Linked DNA regions of Mus musculus: region 1 is linked to region 2. Evidence: chromatin contacts called from public HiChIP or PLAC-seq data. All regions are on one chromosome and are shown on one strand. The core of a region is the stretch at or near the end of the contact, and the rest is flanking DNA. Distances in the headings are between cores, read along the strand shown.

What was found. HiChIP or PLAC-seq counts read pairs in DNA pulled down with a chosen protein or histone mark.
Region 1: a contact with region 2 is called in an H3K27ac HiChIP or PLAC-seq map of embryonic stem cells, with 7 read pairs. The contact joins two enhancer-like sites.

Annotation. Positions count from the first base shown.
Region 1 is chr10:58,529,944-58,533,224 of GRCm38.p6, forward strand. All of the region lies in intron 10 of Ccdc138 (coiled-coil domain containing 138), which reads left to right. Among named protein-coding and RNA genes, the nearest start is that of Ccdc138, 34 kb to the left of the region's middle. Within about 2 kb of position 1,733, at least 14 of the 459 cell types and tissues checked have an H3K27ac peak or open chromatin away from gene starts, as enhancers often do. A contact at or near this core is called in embryonic stem cells, where this site is marked.
Region 2 is chr10:58,363,830-58,367,299 of GRCm38.p6, forward strand. It overlaps a transcript of Lims1 not described here. Among named protein-coding and RNA genes, the nearest start is that of Gm23058, 16 kb to the left of the region's middle. Within about 2 kb of position 1,467, at least 42 of the 459 cell types and tissues checked have an H3K27ac peak or open chromatin away from gene starts, as enhancers often do. A contact at or near this core is called in embryonic stem cells, where this site is marked.

The sequences.
Region 1 (3,281 bases), core at 483-2,982, 170 kb after region 2:
TTGGAGGAAGAGCAGGTCCCCAGTGTCATTCCTCCACTTCCTACTTCCTGAGCCCTACTTCCTAGTTTCCACTTCTTCCAACCATGATTAGCTCACCGGTAATCATCATTGACTAAGTCGTTGTTAATCCATCACTGACAGAGTCAGAGCTCTCATGATCTGGATACTTTACCCCTCCAAGCCCTGCCTCTCAACACTGCAGTTTTGGGAGGACATTTGCTACTCAGATCATAATACTACCCCTGACTGGGCTCGAGGTATAAATCACATATAACAACAAACTATAGTTTTCTCATGTAAAGTATGGTGAGTTTTGGTGAATGCTTTTCCTCATACCATGATTAAACAACTGTAGCACTAGAATGTTCCTCTCTGTCCTTGCTTATTCATTTCTGCCAGTTGGAAGCATTGACTTGAATTCTTTTTGTTTGTTTGTTTATTTTATTTATTTACATTTCAAATGTTATCCCCTTTTCCAGTTTCCCCTCTAAAAACCCCCTATCCCATCCCCTTCCCCTGCTTCTATGAGGGTGCTCCTCCACCCACCCACCCACCCACTTCCACCTCACTGCCCTAGCATTCCCCTACACTGGGGCATCCATCCTCCACAGGACCAAGGGGCTCCCTTTCCATTGATGCCAGATAAGACCATCTTCTGCTACATAAGCAGCTTGAGCCATGGTCCCTCCATGTGTACTCTTTGGTTGGTGGTTTAGTCCATGGAAACTTTGGGGCATCTGGTTGGTTGATATTGTTGTTCTTCCTAAGGGGTTGAAAACCCCTTTAGCTCCTTCAGTCCTTCCTCTAACTCCTCCATTGATGTCCCCGTGCTCAGTCCGATGGTTGGCTGTTGGGGCCAGCCTGCAGCTCTCATGTCCAGGTTCGAGCCTGGGAGGCAGCCTGGAGCTGAAAGAAAAGGAATCTAGGTGGAAGAGAGAGAGAAATGGAACCAAGACAGTATTCTGATCAAGGTTCAAATTTTTAATGGCAGACATGCTTTATAAAGGAGAGGGGAGGCCCATTCCTGCCAAGTTGGAGGTGACCATGTGTAGGATCAGATGTAGACTCCCGCCCAGCTGCAGGTGACTACGTATAGGATCAGATGTAGACTCTGGAACAGCTAGGCCAACTCCCAGCAGGTAGCAGCAGCGGCAGTGGCAGAACAGTAGAGTGATCCAGGGAGGCAGGCTCCACCCTAGGTGATCTCCTTAGTGGTAAGCAAAGTCAAGGGCTGGCTCAGCCTGCTTCAGGCTTGTGGGGGGAGGTTACATCTCCTCACTGTTATTAATATAAAAAAGAAAGGCTGGACTGAGGCATAAAATTTATTTATGCTCTATAGTTCTATCTGATTTCTTTGGGCCTAGTGAAGAAACCTGTCTCAGTGGGGTTCCCTAACTTTTCTCATGGTAACCCTTGTTTGGTTAAGACTGTCCTAGAAAACACCTAGCAGACCAGCCCTGAGCTGCAGGCTCTATCTTTTGTAATACTTAATTAGATACTGAATAGGTAACTTCCTTACTGAATTCCTACTGAATTCCAAGTTGTTTTTCTAGGACATTGGAACAATGGCAAAGGCTTAACTCTATCAGAATCCAATCTTAAAAGGAATTTATAATAAGATAATACTAAAAGAGCGCACGTGGATCCAAACACCAGACTAACGCGGGGATAGGGTTAGAATGTACGGGTTAATGAGAACACCAAAGCTCCAGGAGGTGAGTTTTCGTGAAACTCTGCCTCATGAGTGCTTCTAGGCCTCTTGGCCTGCCAAGCAAACTTCACTGCTTGTGCAATGGGAGTGTGCATAGCATTCCCCCATTCTTATATTTCTGCCGAAGTTCTGGAATGTCCTGTCTTGTCGTAGCTATAGATCTTAGAAGTGCTCTAAAGGTGAGTGGAACACAATGATTTACTAATAAAATAATGCCAATAATAATAGTAAGTAGGATAATATATTGAGCCCAATCCAGGGGATTCAATGCACTTAGGTTACTATTAAATCTCTGGCCAATTCATCAATGTTCCAAGTGTCCAAGTGACTATTGCTAATATCTGAAATTTCTGCCTTTTTAGCCTTAATATATGCTATGTCCCTGCCCTATTGTTAGGACTACTACTTCTAAGATATTAACCTTTGCCTCCAGTTCTTACATGGCTCTGTGGTGAATTATTAATAAACCATGGCCTCTTGGCATGTACTTCTGTCTAGATTGATATGATTTTGAGATTTGGATGTTCGTCTAGACTGTCCGGCCCTCATAGCAAACATTAATTCTAAAACAGACTAAAAGCCACAATTTGTACTGGAATGCTACTTGAGTGAAGATTAGTAACTGCTACCTGCTTGGAGGTGGGGAATGCACACCTGTTGCAGTCAGGCTGAAGGGCATTTAACTGACCTGCTTGAAAAACAAAGTCAGTGAAAGGCAACAGTACAAAAGCATCTTTTGGGGAAGTCCAGGTACTCTATTCAATTGCAAATTAGCAACAACCAAGCTTAGACTTAGAGCTCCTGGTGTGGGAGGAGGTGACCTTGAGAATCACTGAAAGGCTGCAATCTTTCTGGGAGAGGAGGCTGTGCTCCAATTTAACTTTGTTAAGTAATTAAGAATATTTAGCTAACTTCCCTGGGATTCTCTAATACTGGAATTATTACTAGGCCAGTCCAAGATTGAGTTAGAATAACTGGTCACAATGAGGGAAAGAGAAGGATCACCATAACTCTTTTTATATGAGCAATCTTTCTAAGTCAGATTACAGTCTCTGATGTTCTTTTAAGCAAGGCAGCTTCACTTGTCCAAACTGGAAAAATGGCAAGCAAGGATGGGTCGAAAACATGTACCCAAATCAGCTTTCTAGTCACTAAAGTCAGGGCACTTACCTGTCAGCCCGTCACATGAATTAACCATCATGCTTCTGCAGCGTTCTGTGGAGAGAACCTATACTTTTCCCTTTCCTAATAAGGTAGCTGTTCAGGATCAAGCCATATGCCAATAAGTAGATCCTTTTAAGATACTATAAGGCATTTATTAAATTCTTTGACATCCAAATTTCAAAATTCTAAAATAAAAGTATGATTTAAATGTGCATGGGAATGCACTAAATAATATGCATGGGGATATAATTTCCCCCTTCTTTGTCTTTAAAGAATCTAGAGTTTAAAGTTCCACAATACCTTGTCCTTGAGAATTAATAATTTGTTGACAAAACATCTCAAATATTTGACTTATAGTCAGTATTTATGTAACATGGGCAGTGACTAATTGCACTTTCAATTGTTT
Region 2 (3,470 bases), core at 217-2,716:
GTCATCTACTAAGAGTGGAAAATCAGGGTGTGACAGGAATGGAGGATTGGGGAGAGCTGTTCAGGATTCGAAGTGTTCTTGTTCAGGACATGATTCAGCTAGAAGCAGGTAAAGGAATCACCCATGTAAGTGTATGTGCTATTCTTGATTGTGTGGATTTATTCTTAGCAACATGTTGCCCTGAAAAAGCCTGAACCCTGCTCCAATCCCAACACACACACACACACACACACACACACTGAATGCCTCTATTCTGCTCCTGTAGCTTATACTGTTGTGTGAAGGACCATCAAATTCTGCATCTCCACGTTTATAATCCTTTCCATCCTGAATTCACACTCTTTATAGCTTTTTTCCACATGACATGTAAATCATGTGGTCTAGAGTCAAAATAGAATTCTGAACTCCCCAGTTTATGAGTCTCCGCACCTGCTCTTTATTCCCTGAGGCACTCCTTACTCCTCCACTTAGAAGGATCTCTCCTCTTTCTTAGTGACCTCCTTTTGGAATTTAGCATGTCCTTGAATGTACTATGTCTGATCTTAGTCAAGATATGTGCCATTGTGTTGAGAGTTAACATCCTCAGAGGCCTCATTAGAGAAAGCTGTTAAGAAAATATTGTAATACAAACAAGAAATGGCTCTTCTGCACTCTCACTGCCTGCATGTCGTTGCTCTGTGGCTGAACTTGTTTCACATTCTTTTTCTTCTTTTAATTAAATATTTAGAAGCAGAAGCAGATATCAGGTACTGTCTTGGTATGTATCAGAGTTGGACTCTGAGATGGATGCTTTATTATAAAACCACATACTGCTGTCCTGCCTGACAAAAAGAGCAGAGATGCCTCAGCATTATTTAATGCCTGCTTTGTAATCACATCCCCCACTTGTTTTAAGAATATGCTTCTATTGTTGGCTTGTTTAAACTGGTATCTAAACAGACTATATTAGTTTAATAATATATTTGATTGCTAGGACCCTATCTCAAAAACAAGTGAATATATCAAAGGAAAGAGCACTCTAGGGATCAAACCCGGTTCCTTATACTTGCAAGGTAATGAATGCTTAGCCCTCTGAGTCATCTCTGTGCCTCAACCACACCTTGTGAGACAGGGTCTGACCTAGCCGGGCTGACCTGGCACTCAGCCATGCACCAAGGATGATTTTGAACTTCTAATCCCTCTGCTGCCACCTGTCCAGCACTGGGCACCACCATTCCCAGTTTTTACGTGGTACCAGGGTTAGAACCCACAATTCTGTCCATACTAGACAAGCACTCAACCAACTTAGATCGCCTGGTAAATTTTGTGGACTTATAAAAACTTTTATTAGATTCGGAGTAGGCCTTAAATGCTAGCTTTCAATGGGCAAGATTATGGCTACATGAAAGTACAGCTCAGGCTGTACTTCACCAGGTCTGTTTTGTTGCTATGTGCATGAAAGAATGTGAAGAAAAATGTTAACAATGCCAGAGCCTGCTACCTCCCTCTCTGCCCCTCCTAGTCTGTTACCTTGGCTTCTCCACCTTGCTTCCTGGTGCAGCCCACACCCTTTTTGCAGTTTTTATCACTCCTATCCTGGCTCTAGCTGCTGTCCTCCCTATCCTGCTGCTTATTGTTTAGTAATATAGATGATCCCATGTTGTTTAGAAGATGTGTTTCTGACTCAGTCAAATTCCTGTGAACTTTTAGTTTTGATTGTGTATGTCTGTGTGTGTGCATGCCATGGTACATGTAAGGGATGTTGTACTAACTTTTCTGTTGCTGTGACAAAACACCACGATCAAGGCAACTTACAAAACACAGTGTTGGATTGGGCTTATGATTTCAGAGGACTTAGTGTCTGTGATGGCAGAGCCAGAGCATGGCAGCAGAAACAGCTGAGAGCTCACATTTTGATCTATAAGCAGGAGACAGGGAGGAACACTGGAAGTGGCACCAATCTTCTGAAACCTCAAAGCCCTTCCTACTGGCTCTTCCCAGCAGTTCCACCAACTGGGGACCAAGCATTCAAATATATGAGCCTAGGGTGTGTGTGTGAGGGAATTCTTACTCAGACCACCACAAAGCACAACTTACAGGAATCCGTTCTCTTCTTCCTGGGTCCTAGGGAATCAAACTCAGGTCCTTAAGTTTCATACAAGTACCTTTACCTCACCAGCACTCCATGAGCTTTTGATGGCTGTTTTTGATGGCTGGTCCACTTGGATGTGTCTTATAAAGTTTGATAAAGGAAACTTTTACAGAGTTCAGAGGCATTGGCAACATTATCCACAGGTGGATCACATTTTTTGGTGATTTTTTTCCCCCCTGTTCTGGACAGTGTTTCTAATAGTTGATATTGCCTTCTTGTCTGTCTGTCTTTCCTTCCTTCCTTCTTTCTTTCCATCCTTCCTTCCTCTCTCTTGCCCCTCCCCTCTTTTTCTTTAAGACAGGGTCTCACTGTATAGCACTGGCTGACTTGGAATTCCCAGTGTATACCAGACTGGCCTCAAACTCACAGAAACCCACCCGTTTCTGTTCCCCACACTAGCGTTTTGTATGTTCTGGCCCTAGTTACTTTGCCCTTGAACCCACTGGCAATGGTACTGAATTGTTGGATCCGCAGCACTGGATCTCATGACAGAGCACTCCTGAGAGACCTTATTTAGGAAGACCTTATGCTTGACAAATAAATATAAGATGAATGAGTGTTGAAAATAATGTAAAACACTAATTTTGCTTTATTAAAGTATGTTTTTAAGATATTTTTATTCTTTTTTAGTTATGTTTAAGAGAGTGTATGTGCACATGAGTGCAGGTACCCATGAGGCCAGAGGTGTTGGCTCCCCTGGAGCTGGAGTTGCAAGTAGTTGTGAGTTGCCTGGCATGAGTATTAAGAACTAAAGTTGGTCCAGGGTAAGTGAAGTAAGTGCCGTCTCTCCAGCTCATAATGAGGTTTCTTTTTTGTTTTGGTTTGTTTTCATTATCTTATGAGATAAAAACTTAGGCTAAAAGAGGATTTGTCTCTATCAAATCCATAGTTAGTTATAAAACAAAATTATTTTTATTGCATATCACATAGAGAAACTAATGGGCTGAAATTGCACAGCTGTTCATATAGTTTATAGACCTTCTGGACCAGCATAAAAGATGCTGGTAATGAACCTTGGTTAATTACAGTTCTGCATAGATGCTGCTTTGTAGCTCCTGTTACTATAAGGAGAAGAAATAGATAATCCCTTAACACTAATGACCACTTCGATGGTTGGGTTTCAGTTAGGCTTCTTCCCCTCTTGTGCCTGAAGGGGGATGTCATTGTAACAGAATGCTGAAAACTGTAAGTTGACAAGTTAGATGAATATTTAGGCAAATTTTTAGTCTTACCATATTTACACTTGTGGAAGGTATTGTTCAAATCTACAGTTTTATAGACTCTGAAATTTCATGAAATACACTCTAAAACTATAGTTTGTATATCTTTCAAAATCTCA